Linked DNA regions of Mus musculus: all the other regions are linked to region 4. Evidence: chromatin contacts called from public HiCAR-type, Micro-C and promoter capture Hi-C data. All regions are on one chromosome and are shown on one strand. Each heading gives the region's core, a stretch centred on a gene start, on an enhancer-like site or on the middle of the called end of the contact. The rest is flanking DNA. Distances are from core to core; before and after follow the strand shown. Region 1 holds the start of Eml5 (echinoderm microtubule associated protein like 5). Region 2 holds the start of Ttc8 (tetratricopeptide repeat domain 8). Region 3 holds the start of Itpk1 (inositol 1,3,4-triphosphate 5/6 kinase). Region 4 holds the start of Rps6ka5 (ribosomal protein S6 kinase, polypeptide 5). Region 5 holds the start of Rin3 (Ras and Rab interactor 3). Region 6 holds the start of Golga5 (golgi autoantigen, golgin subfamily a, 5). Region 7 holds the start of Lgmn (legumain).

Evidence for each region. Promoter capture Hi-C pulls out the DNA fragments that hold promoters and counts their contacts. Hi-C and Micro-C count contacts between places; a contact is called where the count stands out from the background. HiCAR-type assays count read pairs that join an accessible place to other places. Capture Hi-C pulls out chosen DNA fragments and counts their contacts.
Region 1: a contact with region 4 is called in a promoter capture Hi-C map of liver, with 2.5 times the contacts expected there. The contact joins the promoter of Eml5 here to the promoter of Rps6ka5 in region 4. A contact is called at or near these places in 3 of 39 promoter capture datasets (embryonic stem cells, liver and pre-B cells), 2 of 484 Hi-C or Micro-C datasets (CD4 T cells and muscle stem cells), 1 of 115 datasets of contacts at active chromatin or transcription factors (astrocytes) and 2 of 9 other capture datasets (adipose tissue and liver).
Region 2: a contact with region 4 is called in a HiCAR-type map of astrocytes, with 3 times the contacts expected there. The contact joins the promoter of Ttc8 here to the promoter of Rps6ka5 in region 4. A contact is called at or near these places in 2 of 39 promoter capture datasets (liver and pre-B cells) and 1 of 115 datasets of contacts at active chromatin or transcription factors (astrocytes).
Region 3: a Micro-C map of embryonic stem cells shows a contact between it and region 4, with 6 times the contacts expected there. The contact joins the promoter of Itpk1 here to the promoter of Rps6ka5 in region 4.
Region 5: a promoter capture Hi-C map of liver shows a contact between it and region 4, with 5 times the contacts expected there. The contact joins the promoter of Rin3 here to the promoter of Rps6ka5 in region 4. A contact is called at or near these places in 2 of 39 promoter capture datasets (liver and pre-B cells).
Region 6: a contact with region 4 is called in a promoter capture Hi-C map of liver, with 4 times the contacts expected there. The contact joins the promoter of Golga5 here to the promoter of Rps6ka5 in region 4. A contact is called at or near these places in 4 of 39 promoter capture datasets (hippocampal neurons, liver and pre-B cells) and 1 of 115 datasets of contacts at active chromatin or transcription factors (microglia).
Region 7: a contact with region 4 is called in a promoter capture Hi-C map of liver, with 2.6 times the contacts expected there. The contact joins the promoter of Lgmn here to the promoter of Rps6ka5 in region 4. A contact is called at or near these places in 8 of 39 promoter capture datasets (the 3T3-L1 cell line, 3T3-L1-derived adipocytes, the C10 cell line and 4 more).

Annotation. Positions count from the first base shown.
Region 1 is chr12:98,899,977-98,902,796 of GRCm38.p6, reverse strand. It overlaps Eml5 (echinoderm microtubule associated protein like 5), which reads left to right and starts at 1,313. Exons shown (of 44, transcript NM_001081191.1): 1 at 1,313-1,965. The coding sequence starts at 1,769.
Region 2 is chr12:98,919,262-98,921,961 of GRCm38.p6, reverse strand. It overlaps Ttc8 (tetratricopeptide repeat domain 8), which reads right to left and starts at 1,388. Exons shown (of 14, transcript NM_029553.4): 1 at 1,179-1,388. The coding sequence starts at 1,292.
Region 3 is chr12:102,703,531-102,706,360 of GRCm38.p6, reverse strand. It overlaps Itpk1 (inositol 1,3,4-triphosphate 5/6 kinase), which reads left to right and starts at 1,492. Exons shown (of 10, transcript NM_172584.3): 1 at 1,492-1,639. The coding sequence starts at 1,545.
Region 4 is chr12:100,723,764-100,726,581 of GRCm38.p6, reverse strand. It overlaps Rps6ka5 (ribosomal protein S6 kinase, polypeptide 5), which reads left to right and starts at 1,462. Exons shown (of 17, transcript NM_001330702.1): 1 at 1,462-1,801. The coding sequence starts at 1,702.
Region 5 is chr12:102,281,806-102,284,505 of GRCm38.p6, reverse strand. Rin3 (Ras and Rab interactor 3) reads right to left here and starts at 1,432. Exons shown (of 10, transcript NM_177620.4): 1 at 1,180-1,432. The coding sequence starts at 1,220.
Region 6 is chr12:102,467,740-102,470,445 of GRCm38.p6, reverse strand. Golga5 (golgi autoantigen, golgin subfamily a, 5) reads right to left here and starts at 1,312. Exons shown (of 13, transcript NM_001199004.1): 1 at 1,083-1,312. Gm30198 (a long non-coding RNA gene) reads right to left here. Exons shown (of 3, transcript XR_381856.1): 3 at 2,570-2,706.
Region 7 is chr12:102,438,392-102,441,091 of GRCm38.p6, reverse strand. Lgmn (legumain) reads left to right here and starts at 1,364. Exons shown (of 14, transcript NM_011175.4): 1 at 1,364-1,461.

The DNA of each region.
Region 1 (2,820 bases), core at 64-2,563, 1.8 Mb after region 4:
TTTACTTGTTGATCCATATCTGGGGTCTGGTTGCATGACTTTCAGAAAGCGGTAACACCTTGTCCAGGGTAAAGGCTTGACTGACTTCTCTGCCATGACCCTGCTAACAGATCGCATAGAGAACTGGTGAGATTTGCTTTCCTCTCTTTAGTATTCATGAATGGTTCACTTTCCAGCCACCGCTGTGCCTCCGTCATCTCTTTTGGTCTTAAGTTGTCATCTGAGGATGGCTTAATTAAGAATGTTTTTGCTTCAAACTCTACCCTTGGGTCATTAAAAATTGCAATGGAAAATATGATAATGGGAAAATAAATTATTTAAATCTAGTATTAATCTGAAGTTCTTAAATATGTACCATGGGATCTGTAAAACATTGTGTTGAAAAAAAAACTGTACAGAGAGAAATTCTTATTCTTCTACACCCTACCTCATAAAAATTATATGTAGCTAGTGATTAATATTTCACGATGTACGGCAACAAATATTTAATTTTTTCTAAGCATACATAGATGTTACATAGTCAACATCTCTTCCAGGAGTAGTCTACCTGATCACAATTATTTAGGCCATCTGATTTCACAATTACTTTAAAACATGCCCTTCTTCATTTTAATCAAGAGATAATTGCTGCTATCCAAAACAGCAGCTGAAAGATCTGCCAGCGGGGTGGGGGTGGGTGGTGGTGGGGTGCGTGGGGGGGGGGGGTGGGTTCGGAGTTTTGGTGGGGACAGTGATGCACATTTGTAATCTCAGCATTCAGGAGACAAAAACAGGAGGATTATGAGTTTGAGGCCTGTTGAACAACAGTAGTAACAAATCCAGGACTATTTATTAGGACAGTGTATCTAATGTGTCAAAAGCACATTTGCGAGGTTAGGTTTTCTTCTTGCCAAATTTCTGGACCAGAGAGCACCATGATAAGCAAACACACACGTATATGTAAGGTATGGAGGAGGCGATTAAAGAATAAAGTGAACATTCTATTCTGGTGTTATTCATTGGCATATGAAATAGCTGAGGTCTAAGGGCAAGCGGGATTCCCCAGAGATTCCTGAGCAAGCAAACCCAGCAACAGGAATCCAAATCTGGGTGGGGTAATCCAGGTCTCGCGAGGGTGGGAACGGGTGCTTAGATCTTGGTAGGGAGGACTGCGTGGGGGGGGGGGGCGGGGGGGCGGGGGGCGTTAACCACAGCCTGGTGGTGGTGAGCAGGGAGCTCTCTGATTCCGCTCTACTCCGGGAGGGGCGGGGCCACCTGAGAGGTGGGGCTAGCGCAGGGGAGGGGCGGGGCCGCGCGGCTCCGCCCTCCCGCCACTCAGCTGGGCTCGGGAGCGCGCGGCGCGGCTCCGCCGGGGCTGTGGAGGCGAGGTAGCGGCTAGACCGGAGCGCCGCAGGTGACCCGGGCGGGGAGTCCGGTGCGCGGGGCGGGCGGAGAAGAAGCGGGCTGGAGGCGCGTCCCCGTCCCCCCTCTTCGCTTGGTTGTCTTCCAGCCTAAGGCACTGGGCTGAGGGGACACGGCGAGCTCCCAGACGCGCGAGGCTCCCGGACAGCCGGCGGCGCTCGCGGCCCTCAGCATGTTCGGTGAGGCGAGGCTTTTCCTCCCGCCCGTGGGCTGAAGCGGCGGCGGCGGCTGCGGCGGCCACGCAAGCGAGATGCACCTGCCGGGCTCGGCTTAGAGGAGCGTCCGGGCCGCCAGCGGGAGAGCTTTCGTCACCCAGCCCCGGCGGCGACCGCGGGCCCGAGCCGCAGCGACGGGTGGGCGCACCGACATGGCGGCTCGGAGCGCCCCGAGCTGCCACCTGCGGCTCGAGTGGGTGTACGGCTACCGGGGCCACCAGTGCCGCAACAACCTCTACTACACGGCGGCCAAGGAGATCGTGTACTTCGTGGCGGGGGTCGGCGTGGTGTATAGTCCGCGGGAGCATCGGCAGAAGTTCTTCCGCGGCCACAGCGACGACATCATCAGGTACGGGCTCGGGGAGGCGGAGGGGTGGGGTGGGAGGGGGACCGCTGTCACCCCTGCCGAGCGCCCTCGGAGTTTGCAGCTGCCTGTCCTTCTGGAAGTCGTGGCCGTTCACGCAAAGGGGCATCACCCAGGACAGCGATGTGCATCTATCTGGTTCGGAGCCCACCCACTTACCACTCCGCTTTCCGCAGCGCCCTTTTCTAGGGGAGCGAGCCTACGGATGCTCCGCAGGCCTTCGCTTGACTGGATTTGTGACCTTTTCCGTTCCATCAACATCAGGAGTTTAGACTCCGTGATTGGTTTCTTGTTAAAAAGGAAATCTTATTTCGCTAGGGAAAGGAAACACTTGACAGAAGACTAACCCAAGCTCTGCGGTACTCAACTCTTGGCCGTAGTTATTAGTTCAGATTTCACTATCTGCAATTATCAGCAGATAGCAAAGAAACTCATGTGTTACTCGGAAGGCAATTCACTAGAGGTTAAAATTCGCACGCTGGAAGGCACTTGGAGGGTATGTCTTTTATGAGAAATAACCTTTACCACACCGATTTCCGATTCTGTTTATCTTCATCAGAGTAACCTTAAGTTTACTTTCTTATTAGTAATTTCAATCACAGGGTGACAGTATCTTGCTCTCTATTGATCTGAATCTTAACGTTGGCCGAGATGTTTGGTAAGCTGTACATATAAAGGGTAATTTTCCACATTTCAGTCGAACTCTAATGTTAAAGTTGGGAGCGTTTGAATTGATTATTGCCTCAAGCACATTTCTGTCTTCCAACAAAGCGAATGTATTACAGAAAAATTTGCAAGTGTGTTATGTTGTTGCTTCTGTGTTCTTGACCCGGGTTCTGT
Region 2 (2,700 bases), core at 139-2,638, 1.8 Mb after region 4:
ACAACACTTCTAGAATCACCACCAATACAGTTTGTTCTGCCGGACGCCTATGACCATTTATTTGAGCATCCTTCATCCATTCGCTCAGAGAGCAGCAGAGTCCAGGAACAACCTTCACACTCAGGCTTTTCTAGCTTTCCCTTTCTTTCCTAACAACTCCAAGGCAACACCACTAGAGGGAAAGCAAGAAAACCAGGGTCTGAATAGGTACAATACACTGTGCATGTACCTAAAAGCACTGCCAAACTGGCACAACTCTACTCTTAGGCTCCTGTTTTTCTTCTCGCCTCTTCCAGGGGCTATTTATTCAATGATAATGTTCGTGATACCTCCCCCATTCATTATTGACCTTTGCATTCATTATACACAATAATGCTGTATTTATTAAGTTCCCTTTTGCCCGATCCCCTTTAAAGACAGGTTCTCCTTTAGCTCACCAGGCTGGCCTTGAACTCTCTACCTAGCTGAGCATGGCTTTGAACTACTGATCCCCTTGCTGTACAGGAGTATACCTTCATGTTGAACTGTTATATGTCCTTCTAACCAAGGCTATCAGGTCTTCTTCTGTCTTATATTTCCCTCCTACAAGAAAAGTTTCTCTTGCCCAGGTAGTTTCTTTAAAAATAAATATATCCTTCCCTCATCTACATTCTCATTCTTCTATCTTGCCTCCAGTTGAATTCATGACTCAGAAACAAAAGTTCCTTCACACTTGGACAGAGGTCTAAAAATGCGGTAGATCGCGTGCTTCACTATCTGGACCAAAAGACAGCTGTGTTTAAAGGCGGCTGCATCTCAAGTCTTTGTTCACATATATATTTTCCTTTTTAGAAATCAACCAAGTTAGGAGTGTGACCAGTGAATGACCAATGAACTATCAAAGCCCCTCACAAACTTAACAGAGTCCCTTTAAATATAACTAATTCTGAAAAAGGTGTGCTGAAGTTTATAGCAGGAGCTGTCAAAGCACAGGACTCAGGATTCCCAGGGGATGCAAAAGGCAGGGACCTACTGTCCAGGATTCCAAAGAGTCTCGCTCCAGGTGCCTTTGCGGATTACACAGGCAACTTCTTCTTGGGCCCTCCTCCCGGGCCTCCCTCAGGGGACAGAGGGATCCCGCCCTGAGCCCATGGCCTCAGCAAAGAGGATCCACAGACTGCCTGGGGCCGGCCAGGTACCTGATCATAAGGGGATTTCTCCAGCATCTGCGTGCATAGATCGGCGCAGAGCTGGAACTTCCTGCGTCTAAAATAGCTCCAGGCCCGGAGCAGTGGCTCCATCTCTGAGCCCATGGTGGTCCGGGACAACCCTCAAGGAACCCAGAGGCCCTGTACCCAGAGCCCGGCCCGGGGAGGGCGGGGTTCGGGAGCAGCGAGCGGGAGGCGTCTGGCTTTGCTGAGCAACGCGCAACGGCGGGGCCTGGCTAAGGAGGTGTCCGCAGCGCGCCTGAAAACAGGGGACGGGAAAGCCTCTGAGAGCCGACCTCAGCCAGAGAGTTTGCAAAGAATTGCTGGCAAAAAAGTGTTCTTTTAATGACAATAGATTGCATTAACTTTGAAAAGCCACCAAGCCTTTAAAAGAAACAGGTAGTGACTTAGACACCTCGGACAGGGTCCTCCGTGCTAACGAGAGATGCAGTTGCCTAGCAACCATCCGGTTGCTTACCCTGTAAGTGCCAAAAAAAAAAAAAAAAAAAGCCCACCTAAATTGACCCGGGTTGTGTCTCCTGTCTCACTACGCCCCACTTCGCGCATTCCTACTGCTGTCATATTTCTGACTCTAGAAACATAAATGCGGAAACAGTTTCTCCTGTGCCCTAAATCCAAAACCTCTACAGTATTTTTCCGTCTCACGGCAGTGTTCAAATTGCAAGGGATTTGAGAGCTTGCTTAGTCCAATACACTCATTTTACAGATGAGAAGATGAGATAGGCTCCAAAAAGAGAAATTATTTGCTTCACTTGTTTGGAGTTAAGGAGGCGAGACTATAATTTACAGATTGAGGGCATTTCTTCCAAAGTAGATAATGTATGGAAAGGGAGATTTGTTGTTGCTGTATTGTTTTGGTTTTCCTTTGGTTTGGGTTGTTTTCTTTGGTTTCAAGATCTTGCCATGCAGCCTAGGCTAATCTGCAGTGCAGCCTCCCTAGTGCCAGTGCATACAGGTATTTGACACCAGATACAACAAATAAACTTTTGAAACCCCGTTTATGGGCACGTGTCGTCTGTCAAATGTTTTCATGTGTGCAGTGAGTTTTGGTTTTGTTTGCTTTTATTCTTTCCCTGCAGAAGACCGAGTCCAGGGTTTTGGCACGCGCTAGATAAAGATTCTATTGTTGAAATCACTGAGCTAAATCCCCAGCCCAGAGTGGTTCTGACTGATTGAACCACTGCCCGACTTTCCTCTACACATTTACAAAGATGACAAATATCTAACAGCAAGAGCCCATAATGCAGAAATGAGGCTGGGGTGAGTCTGGGGGTGGCTTCTTAGACCATCCTCCTGCCTCCTTCCTACCATGACGGAAGACAGAAGAAAATATCTGAATAGTGAAGAGTTTTCTGACGGTGTCTACACTTTCTCTCACAGATAACAATCAATAAACACAGACCTTTTGCAGTTTCCTGAAACCACTAGAGAATCACAATGCAAACATTATATTTAACCCAGGTAGCTTTTGCAGATTTCAACCCGACGTCTA
Region 3 (2,830 bases), core at 243-2,742, 2.0 Mb before region 4:
CTCCTGGGATTCTGGCTCAATTTACTTGACAGGATTATTATTATTATTTACATTTATTTATTTGTGTGTGTATATGCCACAGCATGAGTGTCAGTCAAAGGAAAACATGGACTTAGTTCTCTCCATCTACGCTGTGGAGAATAGAACTCTCGTTGTCAGGTTTGGCCACAAGTACCCTTACCAGCTGAGCCATCTCAGCAGCCCCACTTGACAGCATTCTTACTGCAGACAGGCCGCAGTGATCTGATACCAGGGATGGCGAACTTTTCTGACTCAGGAGGTTTCTTGCTAAAACTGAACCAAGGGGGACCAAGGACACTGCCCAAGGTCAGGATCTAAGCCGGAAAAAGGGACTTGGTGTAACTCCTCAAGTCTGGTCAAGGCCCGTTTCTGTCACTTTACTAACAGCTTTCATTTCTTCAAGCCTTTTCTCATCTCAGATCTTCAAAAATTGTCTTTATTTCCAAAGCCAGATAAAATGTCTTTCTTTACACACGGGAACCCATTTTTTTTTCCCTGTCTGTGTCTGGGGAGAGCCTCCAATTTCTCCTCCCAATGCCTAAAGCATAGGCTGGAGATGGCTGGAATGCTAAGTACTGTCCCATAGGCCGGGGTAGAGCAGGTGGCTCAGAGGATCCAAAGCACTAAGTCAGACGCCGAGCTACGTCCCTTCACCTAGCAAAGAAAAGGCTCTCCTGAAGATGCTATGTGCACTCTGGCTGCTTCTCTCCCTCCGCTGAAAGGGACCCCAGAGTGTGAACCTGGGGCAGTTGTGGAGATAGTACAGGACAATTGCAACGAATTGCCTCTGGGGGCAATCCCCGCTGTGCTGCCAAGGAGCAACGAAGCCCAGTGGTTTGGCCGCCCTCCAAGATAGACACAAGGCGCCCACACCACGACTCCCTCACCCCACTCTGCCCTGGCCACCATCCAGCACCCCGCCACTAGCGGCGGCGCCTTTAAGACTCATTGGCGCCCCCTGGCGGTAACCGGCGCTTCCTCCTCCGGGAGCTCTGCCCCAGGCCCCGCGTGTGCGTGGCGTGTGCGCGGGCGCTGGGGCAGGAAGGGCGGGGGACACGGCGGCGCGCTCCCCGAGGGGGTCCCCGCGCGTCCGAGAGGCACGCGCGGGCGAACCCTCGCCGCGGGAGGGCGTGCTCCAGCTCGGGCTCGAGGCTCGGGTGCGGTCTCGGGCGGCGGCCCGGGATCCCTAGAGTCCTCGAGCGGCGCACGGTGCTGCGGGGCGCACGTCCCTGCGCGGGCGAGCCCCGCGGGGCGGAGGGGGCGGGGCGGCGGCGGGGCGCGCCCACCCGCGGGGCCCAGCCAGTGGCGCGGCGCGCTGAGCCTCCGCCCCCCAGCCGCCGCCCCGCCCCGGCCCGCCCCGCCCGCCGCCCCGCCCGGTAGGACCGCGCGCTGAAGCCCGCTCCGCGTCCCCGCCGCCGCCGCCGGAGGAGGTGCCCGCACGCTCGCGGCGCGCGCCGGCCCCACACGCTCGGCCTGTGGGCAATTTCCTCCGGACCCAGGCTCCCGGGCCGAGGAGGAAGAAGATGCAGACCTTCCTGAAAGGGAAGAGAGTTGGCTACTGGCTGAGCGAGAAGAAAGTCAAGAAGCTCAATTTCCAGGCCTTCGCGGAGCTGTGCAGGTGAGGAGGGACGCGGCTTGGGGACCCCCGCGGCCCGAGCCTGGTTACCCTCGGCGGGCGCGGGGCAGACGACGGCGACCCGGGAAGGAGCGGCGCGCGCTGAGGGCTGGTTCGGAGCAGCAAGGTGGCCGCGGGGGGCCGCGGGCTGTGTCCGAGGGGAGCGTGGCCGCTGTGGGCGTTGGGTTCGGACCGCGGCTCTCAGGTGCACTGGGGTCGTGCCGGGAGATCCCTGGCCGTCCAGGGTGGTGGGACCCGGGAAATCGGGGAGTCCACGCCAGCAGTCAGGGGTTAGAGGGTACTTTTGGACTGGTGTGTTTTTCTTCCTCCCTCTTCTTCCCCTTAGTAGAGCAGGATACCGGCGTTTGTGTGGAGCCTACTACGTGCCTCGCGTGTGCACGGCTCCTGAAGCTGTCATTGCATATCAGCCGGCTTAAGCCCAGTTGAAATGAGTAGCGATACTTGGCTTGTCTGTGGTGATTTGCTGTCTCATTAGAGCCTCGCAGCAGCCTCGCAAATTAGCCAGGATGGTGATTCTGGGCCACGTGTCTTAGAAGAGGGACACCTACCAGCAGAGAGGTGGGGTACCTGCCTTGTAGTCCCAGGGCCAAGGAGTGGCAGAGCATAGAAAGTGATGGGTGGACCCACGTAGGGTAGAATTGTCTTCTGCCATTCCGGCTGAGCACCTCGTTCTCCCTGCGCTGGTGCTTCAGTGGCAGAGACCGAGGGCTTTGATGGAGCTTGCTCTTAATACATTACAGAAGTGCTGGGTTCCTAGAGTCAGGTGTGCCTTGCCTCTCCGCAGAGCTATTGGTTACAGCTTCTCAATGAAAGCCTAAGAGAATCCAGCCCCCACACCCCATCCCCGAAGCCTTTTGCAAACTCCGGGTGGAAACCTTTTGTTAGGTAGTCTTTTCACTTAGTAGATTTGACTTTTGAAAATGGACTTCACTTGTAGTTCCATCCCTGGTGGGTGCCCCGAATTTTGGAGAATTGAACAGTTGGGCTTCCATTATCCCTTGGTGCACAGGGGTTAGTTAGCAGTCTGAGCTGGCACATAGAGGCCGCCCTGGCAGCACTGCCTTGCCCCTCATGGCTGTCCAAGAGCCTGCTGCTTCTCTGCCCCAGGCAAGCCTTACAGGCCCTCCTTGACCACAACTGGATGGGATAATGCCTATTTATAAGGGGGCCCTG
Region 4 (2,818 bases), core at 213-2,712:
TTGGTTTTTTTTTTTGTTTGTTTGTTTTGTTTTTTTGTTTTTTTTTTTCCAAGAAGGAAAATAAAGATACACTCATCTTTCCTATACAGCTGTTTCCCTTACACTTCATTTAGCCTACCTGTTACTTAGGTCACCAGCATTTGATCTCCTCTAGACCTAGGCTCACAGCTTACCTCTGTGTGAAATGTCTCCAGTTTTGTCTTACTTGCCCTTTAAATTGGCTATCCAGATTTTCTCCTTGCCCTAAAAGCCTTGAGAATAATCGTTGCCATCTGTGCCATTCTCTAATGCTTAATACTGGTTCACAGTTTTGTTTAAATTCTTTATAGTTTCCTGTGCCTGTATACAAGTTGCCCATCTCTCGAGTTCCGTTAATAGCTTTTCAGGAGCAGAAATTGAATCTTATTTTATGATTCACCACACTCTTTGAGTTTCTTAAACATGAAAAATTGGGATGAGGATGTAGTTTAACTGGTAGACTGCTCGCCTAGCATTCATAAAGCTGGAGAGTTCAATCTCCCGCATGTCATAAGCAAGGCATGGTGGCACATACTGCGAATTCCAGCACTGGGAGGTGGTGCTAGACGTACCAGGGGGTCAAGGCTAGGCTGAGCTACACTCCCCACCTCCACAAGTTATTATTTCAGATTTCTCATCCGGAGCCAGAACCTTGACTTTTTGTGTATAGGAGCTACCTGTATTTAATTTTTAAACGTAATTTAGTTTTGCCTTGTGTGAGCGATACATGCCCTTAATTAAAGCTTGTGTGGAGGTCGGAGGTCAACATGTTAGTTCTTTTTCATTATATGGGAACTGCACTGTGGTTGTCCACGTCTGGCCGCAAGCACTTTTACCCACGGAACCATCTTGCCGGCTCCTACCTGTATTTAAACACAAAATTCATTTAATTTATTTAGTGCTACAGAGAATAGTATCATTCGAAGACATGCCATCTTCCAGACAGTCACACATTTGTGGGCCGTTCCCTAGGACCCTCAGACGCGCGCGAGCGCAAACACGTGGGTGACAAGTGCTTCCCTCCAGGACCCTCCTTTGTCCACTGTGATTGGCGGACCAAGCGGTCCAATCGTCTTTCCCCGCCTCTTTCCGCAGTAGCCAATCAGAGGTCCGGAGCGCCTCCTGACTACTAGATACTGTTTACTAACAGATCGAAGCTGGGAATAAGGGGTGTGACCATTCTGGGGAGGTCAGGAGAGGGAAGGCCTGCCTGCGCGTGCGCACCAAAGCGAGTAGGTGGGGCATTCCGTGGGTCTTGCCAATCGGAGCGTTCGCGCTCCTCCCTCTCCTGCCTCCCCGCCAAGCAACAACAATTCGAGCAGCGGGGCGGGGCGGCTCCTGAAACGTCAGGACTAGCCGCCCAATGGGAACGGGCGCTGGCAGACGCGCGCGCGCTGCGCCCAATAGCGCTGGTGGCTCAGGGCTGTCTCCTGGGCTGGCTGTGGGAGGAGCGGCCTGGAGGAGGAGGTGGAGGCGCAGGGCGCGGGGTTGTGCCGTACTAGCGGTGCCCGCTGAGGGGAGGAGGCGGAGGAGCTGCACGGCCAGAGCGGGAAAGAGACTCGCCTCAGTGTCGGAGTTGTGGCGCTGCGGCAGCTCGGCTCCTGGAGCTGTGGAGAGACGGGGCGTCTGCTGTCCCATCAGGTTCCCCTAAGAGCGACCCGCGCGATCGGAAAGAGGGTGAAGATGGAGGGGGAGGGCGGCGGCAGCGGCGGCGCGGGCACCAGCGGGGACAGCGGCGACGGCGGCGAGCAGCTCCTTACTGTCAAGCACGAGCTGCGGACCGGTGAGCGACCCCGCCCTCTGCTGGCCGGGCCAGCCGCGGAGGCGCGCCTGAGAGCCGGCATGGGTGCGCGCACAGGCCAAAAGGGGCGCGGGCTGGGGGGGACGGGCCCGGGGCGGGGCTTCGCGGGCGGGGAATAGTCCGGGGGTCCTGGGAGGCTCTGGGCACGGAGAGGAAAGTTTGCTCCTGCTGGGCCCCCAGTTTCCGACCCAGCCTGGGAAGATGCCTTTATGCCCCCTTTCCTGCATAGGTGACATATCTGTCACTACACGCTGTCTCGAGGGAAAGGTACTCTTTCCCTCAAGAGGTGAGCTGTGTGGAGCTGTGTGTGATGGAGCTTGAAGCTTGAACTCACTTTACCCTGCACCTCTGCCTGGGATGGTTCAGGTGTGAGGGGAGTGTGTGTGTTTGTGTGTGTATGTATGTCTGTACCATCCCTAAGGGACAGCGATCCTGCGAGAGGGGTATTGGTTCTCGGTTAGTCTCTGGTGAAGGAAAAAGGCTTCGTGGTCCTCTGGAATTAAGTCCTTTCTCTCAGAGTTATCGTGAAGTACTATACTCTCTGAAATTTGCCAGGTCTTTTGGCAAGCAGCCTCTATAAATGTAAAGTTTTGGGTGAAAGGCTTCACTAGGCGACTTAAGTGCTTGCATCCCCTGTGCTGGAGATCAGTAAAGCTCCGTGTGCTAAGCTTTTTACTTTTGCTTTTTCATTGTGTAATTCCGGGGTTTGTTTTGGAAAATTCTTATCTGGACCAATTGGTAAAGTTTGGGTCTCCCCAGCCCCATGGAGTCAGGTCTCCCCTTACACTATCATTTCTGCATGGAGAATGTGTTAGAGTGGATCGATAGTTATTAGTGTCAGTGGTTTTAAGATTTTTGACACTTAAGTCTTTGGCACATTATATTAAGTAGACACAAATGGCAAATGGCAGGTTTCAGGTAGAAAGCGGGTCCACCTTGCTGCTGTTTGGAACAGATTGAAACAGATGGATAAAGTTAACTACAACCCACAATTCTTGA
Region 5 (2,700 bases), core at 183-2,682, 1.6 Mb before region 4:
AATCCCAGTCCCTCCTATCCGAATGGGGGCCAGTTACACCCTACTGTTCCCAAACCCTGGAGAGTACAAGATGTGTACAGATAGCGTTCCTGTTCTAAAGAGTGGAAGCTCAAAGAGATGAGGTCACAGAATTAAAACAGGCAGCCACGGGAATTCATCCGGGATCAGGCCCGGGACTTTTAAACGGAAATACAAAAAGTATGGTACCCCAGATTCGTCCATCATCCATGGCACCTCAGAAAGTGCTAGAAGACTTTCGCAGAAATCGCTTTCTACTCGGTGCAGCTTCAAACCCCACCCTTCCCGATCTTCTCTTAGGACTGGGCTGGGCGGGATGACAGGACATTCCCAACCTTGTGTAGCTCTGGGCAGTGTTCCAGGTCTTGAGGTGGGGGGTAGGGAAGAGCACAAAAGTAGGAATCCCTTCCGAATGGTTGTTCCCAAGCCATTTAATTTCACACACTTCAGACTGCATCTGCGTCTGGGTATCCCGCCAATCATTTGCACCCGAGCACTCTAGACCCTCCTCACACACCAGGCTCTTCAAAGGCCAGTCCAAAGGTCCCCAGCCGATCCAGTGGGGTGGCAGATGGGATCTGGTGGCGCCTCAATCCTCCAGGCAGAGAGTTAGCTGCTGGATGGGCCTGCCTAAAGTTGTAGGTGCTTCTTATCTACCACCCTACTCCCCACCCCCGCCCCCACCCCCACTCTCGGTCCCAGAACCTGAGGGCGCAAGCTGGGGTTTAGGCAGAGCAGCGGTGCTTCGTGGTGCATGGGGCTGGCTGGGCCAGGGCAGCGAGTGCTTGCATCCAAAGTTCAGCCTAGGCTAGAGCCATGGCTACACGGACATCTCGGGCTCGAACACACCAAACCCTCCCAGCCGCACATTGTGCACTGCTTCCCCCCCCCCCCCCCCCCCCCCCCGCTAACAAAGTCTGGATTTGAAAGTTTGGCCAAGTTCGGCAGTCACCAAGGCCGCCCCCTTTCCTTGCAGAACCTAGTTTCACCCTTAGTCCCTGCTGGGGGATCCGCACGCTCGTGGGGGGTGTTCATTTCAGCATGACATCCACGACGTCCCGTAGCCCTATCCGGAGCACCCAGGGCTCTCGGGGATCAAGCTGAGCAAAAGAGGCAGGACGCGGGCCACCTGGGGAGCGGCGGGCACGGGTTGCCACTTACCCGGCAGGGTGGGCGCTCGAGGGCGCTTCGGCGCGTCGCATCGTGGGGCAGGCGATTGGGGACGCAGCGACCTCCGCGTGGCGCTGGCGCTGTCCCTCGCCGAGGGCCGGGCTGGGCGCCGCCGCCAGCCGCGCGCCCAGTGGGGAAGCGCGGGGCCGCTGCCTTCCACTTCCTGGATCGCAGCGCGCGGGGCTCGCAGGAAGAGGCCGGCCTTGGTGGTCAAGGGTTTTTTGTCAGAAGCCATTCGGCCGTGGCTGCTCGTAGCAGGGAGCCCCCTGGGGCGCGCGGAAGCCGGGCCGCGCCCCTAGGGCCGGGCCTGGCGGCGGGCGGTGCCGGGGTCGAGGACAGCACGGACTGTGGCCGCCCGGAGCCTGCGAGCGAAACTCACAGGAAAGTCTCCAAGTTGGCACCGGATAGCAAGGCACTCAGGGCTGGCAGGTGACGAGGCCCACGGCCCAAATGGGACCTCCTTCATCCCGGGGGAGCCACGACCCATACCCACTCCCGCCCCCAAGGCGGGGCACCTCCTCCACGTCCCTGACAGGTGGCCATCCTGTCTCTCCTTGATACCTTCTCTGTTGATAAGATCACTGTTTAACAAAGCAGATATCGTCCATGAAGCCTGACATCTAAGGCACCTGTGCTGAGTACAGCACCCAGTGAGAGACTAAAGGAGAAAACTTGCTAGCTTACACAACAACCGCGAGTCGTAATGCCTCCTTTTTTAAGCGCCCAGACACTCAAAAATGTCTCCTGAGCTAGCTAAGCCTGTGAGACCAGGTAATAGCGGACCTCAAGATATCACCTTGTTTAATTCATTCCCAGCCTGGGCATTATTTAGACTGCTGGGGACAGATTAAATGTTTTGTGCTTGGGACTGTCTTGTGCATTGTGCATTGTAGGAGTAACCCAACTTCCATCCACATCCTTGGCCTCTACCCACGATTACACAGGAGTGCTAGAGTGTCCACACACCCTCACAACCACTTCTCTTTTGGCATTTCCTCCAAATCAGCCTGTGGAAGTGAGAGGAAAGGCTTAGTTAACAGTCTCCTGCTGGGAGTGGTAAATGGGCCAGCTGATTTGGGAAGCAGCCTTGGCAGTTCCTCAGAAGGGGAAACTACGTACCCAAAGGGGCTTATTTCAGCTTTCAATTCCAGGTTACAGTTCATTATGGGGAAGTCAAGGCAGGGGGAGGGGGGGGATGTCAAAAAGCTGGTCACATGACATCCAGAGCAAAGAGAAATGAATGTAACCATGTTTACCTGGCTTGTGATCAGCTCACTTTCTCCACTCTTACATAGTTCAGGGCACCCTGTATAGGGAATGGTGCTGCCCACAGTGGGTTGAGTCTTCCCGCACCAATAACTTAAGTAAGACAGTCCCTCACCAGCATACTCATAGGCCTAACTAAATGCAGACAATCCCTTACTGAGAATTTCTTCTCAGTGATTCTAGGTTGTGTCAAGTTGACAAATTAAAGCTATCTATCATAGTGTGTCCATGCAAAACCTTATATAT
Region 6 (2,706 bases), core at 63-2,562, 1.7 Mb before region 4:
CTTCACTAAATTGGCATCAGAGTTGTCTTTCCTTCCCTTCTATGCTAGGTCTTTTTATTCTGTGTGCATGCCCTTCTTTTGCCTTACACTGCTTCAGGTTGTTGCAACTGTTGTTTTAAAACATGTCTCTCCCTGCTGGGGAAGGGGGAGTGGGTGGATACACACAATGCCTGGTTTGCTCAATGATAAATTCCAATTCTAGCCCACACACAGGCACTCCTAGAAACACTACTGAAGTAATTCATCCTTATATGTCAAGTGTTGTGCAAACACTATCACTAAAAATAATATAATATAAAAATAAAATAATAAAAATAATATAGTAACATAATGCTCAGCTACATTATATGGCAAACTGTAAAGTCCTTTAGAAACAAATAAAGATGGATATGGCTTAGAAAGATCCTGGAACTTCGATGGCACCTCAGACACTGGAATCTAGGTCAACCTAGAGGTAAACCCACCTTTTAACCTCTCCGCTCTAACCTCGTCGGAAGTTAACTGTTTCAACACACTCTTTAGGAAACCCATTTAAGTGTGTATTTCAATTTATGAGAAACCAAATGAAAAAGGAATGTAACATGCCTTCTGACTTATAAAACGTTACACAAGCTCGATGTAAAAATTAGTGATGAGCGAGAGAAAAGTAGCTCTCCTAATAAAAAAAAGCCTGAAGACAATTAATGTCTTGCCTCCCATCTGAAAGTTAACGGGGCTTTAAAACATATCTTTCACGTGGATCGTAGACACTAAACCTGAGCTCTTATCTCAGTGACAGACTCCAAGAGGGGACTTCCCGTGGTGCAAAGCCACCGGGAAGGTCAGATGTCACACAGAGGCGGGGGTCAGGGGTCAGGCCCGGCGGTGTGACCACGGGTCCCCGAGAGGCGAGAACACATCGTACTGGGTCCCCAGAGCAGAGTCGGGGTGGAGGGCGGGTCAGCCTCGGTATCCGGAGGCTACGGGGCTCTGGCATCCCCTTCCTTGTCCCTGAGCGAAGACGAGCACGACAGCGCTCGGGAAAGGCGGAGACCGGGTCCCGCAGGCCAAGCCGTCCCGCCCGCGGCCTGGTCGCGCCTCACCTGAGGACGCCGAGCGGCAGCACCGCGGCCTCGTCGCCCGCCCGGGCCGCCACAGCAGCCCGCTGCTCCCGGACCTGCCGGCTAGCTCTTCCGGGAGACGTGGAAGGGCGGCGAGGACCTCAAAACAGAGTGGCCAACGAGCTGCCTGAGTGGCCGGAAGCTGAGCGCCGCCGGCCGCCTAGCAGGTCACTCAGGCGGCGGCGCCGGCGGCCGCGGGGCCCTAGCGCCAGGCCACGCCCCCTTCCGTCTGCCGCCGAACCGGGTGCCGCGCCAGCGTGCGTGTGACGTAACGCCGCCGGCACGCGGCCTCCACAACATTGCGGAGCACGCCCACAACGGGGGGCAGGGTCCCGAGCACCACAGGGGCGGGCCCAAGCCAAACTGGGCGGGGCATGAGCCGGCCCAGGCCTCTGAGCTCCTCCTCCCTTTCAAAAGTTTTACACGTGAGGATTTCGAGGCAGAGACTGGAACTGTCTAATCCCTGGGCCTGTGGGATGGTTCAGTAAATAGAGTACATAGATAAATAGCCAGGACTAACGGCCTGAGTTCTGAGTTCTGAGTTCATTCACAAAGCACACACACACACACACACACACACACACACACACACAAATTAAAAATACAAGGGCTGTGGAACAACATTATGAACTAACAGTACCCCGGAGCTCTTGACTCTAGCTGCATATGTATCAAAAGATGGCCTAGTCGGCCATCACTGGAAAGAGAGGCCCATTGGACTTGCAAACTTTATATGCCCAGTACAAGGGAACGCCAGGGCCAAAAAGTGGGAGTGGGTGGGAGGGTATGGGGGACTTTTTGGGATAGCATTGGAAATGTAAATGAGAAAAATACCTAATTTTAAAAAAACTGGGAAAGGGGATAACATTTGAAATGTAAACAAAAAAAATATCCAATTAAAAAAAAAATACAAGGGCTGGAGAGGTGGCTCAGTGGTTAAGAGCACTGGCTGCTTGCTCTTCCAGAGGTCCTGAGGTCAATGGCTCACAACCAACTGTAATGGGATGGGATCTGGTGCCCTCTCCTGGTGTGCCTGAGGGCAGCTACAGTGTACTCATATAAATGAAATAAATCTTTAAAAGAAAAAAAGAATACAATTTAAAGGGATGGGGTGAAGAACTCGGGAAGGGGGGACCAGTAAGGGGGGCAACATTTGGAATGTAAATACATAAAATAGTATAAGAAAAAAAATAAAAGAATACAATTTTTTAAAAAGAACCTGCTTTCAAGTGACAGAGATGGATTTTGCCTAAACTAATGAATCAACAATAGTTCAGAGCCTTTTGTAAACCAAGAGAAACAGGGAGAAGTATCCCGAGGTAGGAAAATAAGTCAGTTTGTGAGGGTTCCTTGTAGAAAAGATAACTTGAACTGAGACTATTATTCAATAGTGCTATAGTTATATTTTGCATACAGCTCACAGACTTTTTGAAATGGGTTTTTAAAAAGAAAATCTGTGTTCAATAATTCACTGAAGGCTACATCTACTGGGTAAACAGGACCAGGCTAATTTCGCCAACTGAAAAGCCTATGGTAAATTCTCAAGTAAGTGCGTTTGGGCATTGAGGAAACTAAGACTCAGAGATGTTAAATAATCTGGTTCCAA
Region 7 (2,700 bases), core at 115-2,614, 1.7 Mb before region 4:
TTATTAAGGCCTAACCGTCAAAGTTTACCTTTTATTTTGGGTGAGATAGGAAGTGGCTAAGGACACATTTCTAATGCCCAAGGGGAAGAAATAAAATCCTATTTATCTCAATACTTGGCTATGTGTGGCACTTAAAGGGGCCTGGTAAATATGTTCAGTGAGTCCATGAATGTGCTTCAAATACTCACGGTGGAAGACCGGAAGGCATGTTTCATCATAGGGTTTTGACTTGAAGCCCAAGGTCACCTCCAAGCTGTGATCCTAGGCCATGTGGCCGTATGCTAAGGTCAGTGACAGCAAATGTTTTCTTCCAAGTGTCCGTTGTTATCTTCATTTTGCTGCCCTTACAGTCTCTCACAATGATTCAACTCTCCTTGTCTGCAAACATGGCCAGAGATAATACTAAGCTGGCAGATGCGGCTATGATCTTATTAACCGAGATAGGGAGCAGACCTGCTGTGGGTTGCCAGGCCTAAGACTTGGGGGGAGGAGGGGGAAAGATTCAGGGACGGGGGGTGGGGTGGGGAATGGCTCAAAGTGTAACAAACTTGTGTGACCATTAGGGAGAAAGACACAGCTGATCTCCTGGATTCACTGGCCAGCAGTCTAGCTTGACCAGTAAGCCCCAGGCCAAATGAGTTGGCCCTGTTTTGGGTCCTGGTATACTCGGGCAAGACTACATGAACTCTGTCACAACTCCATCCAACTCATTCACTGAGCACCAGCTTCTGGAACTTGCATATAGAGTATTTTACTTCCTCTCCAGCTCACTGTGACACCGAACACTTGGGACGTGACAGGGAATTAGGATTTTAGCATTCAGGAACCAGACTACTAAGGTTAGCTTCCGCCACTGAAAGTGTCTTGGGAGCCTGAAAAAAATTAAGCTCCTTGATTTTGTCAGATGTCTTGTCTGTAGAGCTGGGGTGGCCATACATTTCTGGAGGTTGGGGGTGGGGTGGGTGTTGTGATCATAGGCCAAGGCAGACCAAAAAAAACCCCAAAACAACAGTCCTTTGTTGTGGGTGGACTACGGGGTAGCATCCGTAGGTCCAGTGCGCTGACAAGGCTGGAGACCAGTTAGTTCGCGCGACTTCTCACTCACTGTCCGTAGAGTCCCCAGACACCTAGGTGCTCATGCCTAGCTCATTGAGAAGACGCAGCCCCAACCTCTGACCACAGGGCCCTAAAGCTCCGCCCACAGGGTCCGAAGCCCCGCCCACGCACACTGGGATTCGTAGTCTTTCTGGCTTGCCGGCCTCAGTCTCAGCTTCTATTGGTTTCCTTATACGCCACACTCCGAGGCTGCACAAATCAGGCTGCGCAGGTAGCCCGGGCTCAGCGATCTGTGTTGCCGCAGCTCAATCACAGCGGGGCGGACTCTAGAGGTGGCTGCTCTGAGTCTGCGCGACGCCCGGAATTCCCACGGTTCTGCAGTCACCGCGGCGATCACCCGCCCAGGTAATCGGGGACCCCGGGGAGGACCCGCGCCCCATGAGAGGTGACTTAGCGGTTTTTGGCTAGGCTTTCCATCCCTCGACCCTTTCTGAGTAATATTTCCCTTCTGAAAGCTCCTAGCCGGAGACTTGTTTGTGTCGCGAGTGTGCTTTGCTGGAACGGCGGGTTGCCCTGGAGGGCGAAACTGAGGCAGGAGGAGGAGTCGGTTTACTAAGGTTTCACAGCCAGGCAGCTCTTGGCAGAGTCCCGGGTTTGTTGTTGATGTTTTTAACTTGAATCAGTACACCAGTAGACAGGGGCGATTCCCGATCTGAACAAAAACACCCCGACAGGAATACCCCAAATATTCCTGGCGAGAGCTAGTGGGTTTCAGGGAGGCTCACATGCTCCTTGATAGTGAAAGCTAGCCTTTGTGGTCCCTGGCCCCATAGGGTTAGGATTATTTTGTGTTAAGTACAGTAGACCCTAAGGGCTGGAGGATGGAATGTCTGTCACGTGGTCCATTTTATAGATGAAAATGAGTGGTCAGGATTTGAAACTCGCCCTGTGGTCTACAGCTGTATGCCCTATGGAATATTCTTTACTCTGGGTCTGCAAACCAAATATTTATTGGGCTGGAGTAAGTAAGGTAAGCTTTTCTTTGCTTTGAGACAGCCTCCTCAAACTCAACATGTAGCCATGAGGTTGGTTTTTGAATTCAGCGACCCTCCTGCCTCAGCTTTCTGAAGGCCAGAATTACAGGGTTGGGGCACCATGCTGTGTTCTTTGCAAAGATTTTTGAGACGAATTTATTTTGTTGGGGGTAGAGATAGTCCTTTGTGTACAGAGACAACACCCAAACCTCATTTGGGAGGAACTAGGACTTGGTGTGGAGGGGAGAGGGGTGAAGTTGGAGCCATGGAGATAGGGAGTGGCTAGTGGGTCGGAGGAGGGGTGTGCATTACCTGGAGAACAGCAAGGTGAAGTTGTGAACAGCGTTTTTTGGACCTGGGATTGTGGAGCCTGTTTGGATTAAGGGATTACATGTGTGGAGTGAATTGATGCAGGAGGATGTCACGTGTATCTCAAATGCCCTTTAGTGGGGTGGGGAATTTAGGTGTTGTCCTGAATACCCAGTGAGCTGCTTTTAGTGTAGATTTCTCTTTACCTTATCGGGTTTGTAGGGTAGAAAGTGTTAGAGGAGGTCACACTGAAGACCAGAAGGGCACCACAGTCACCCCCAGGGGAGTTAGAGCAGTGGTA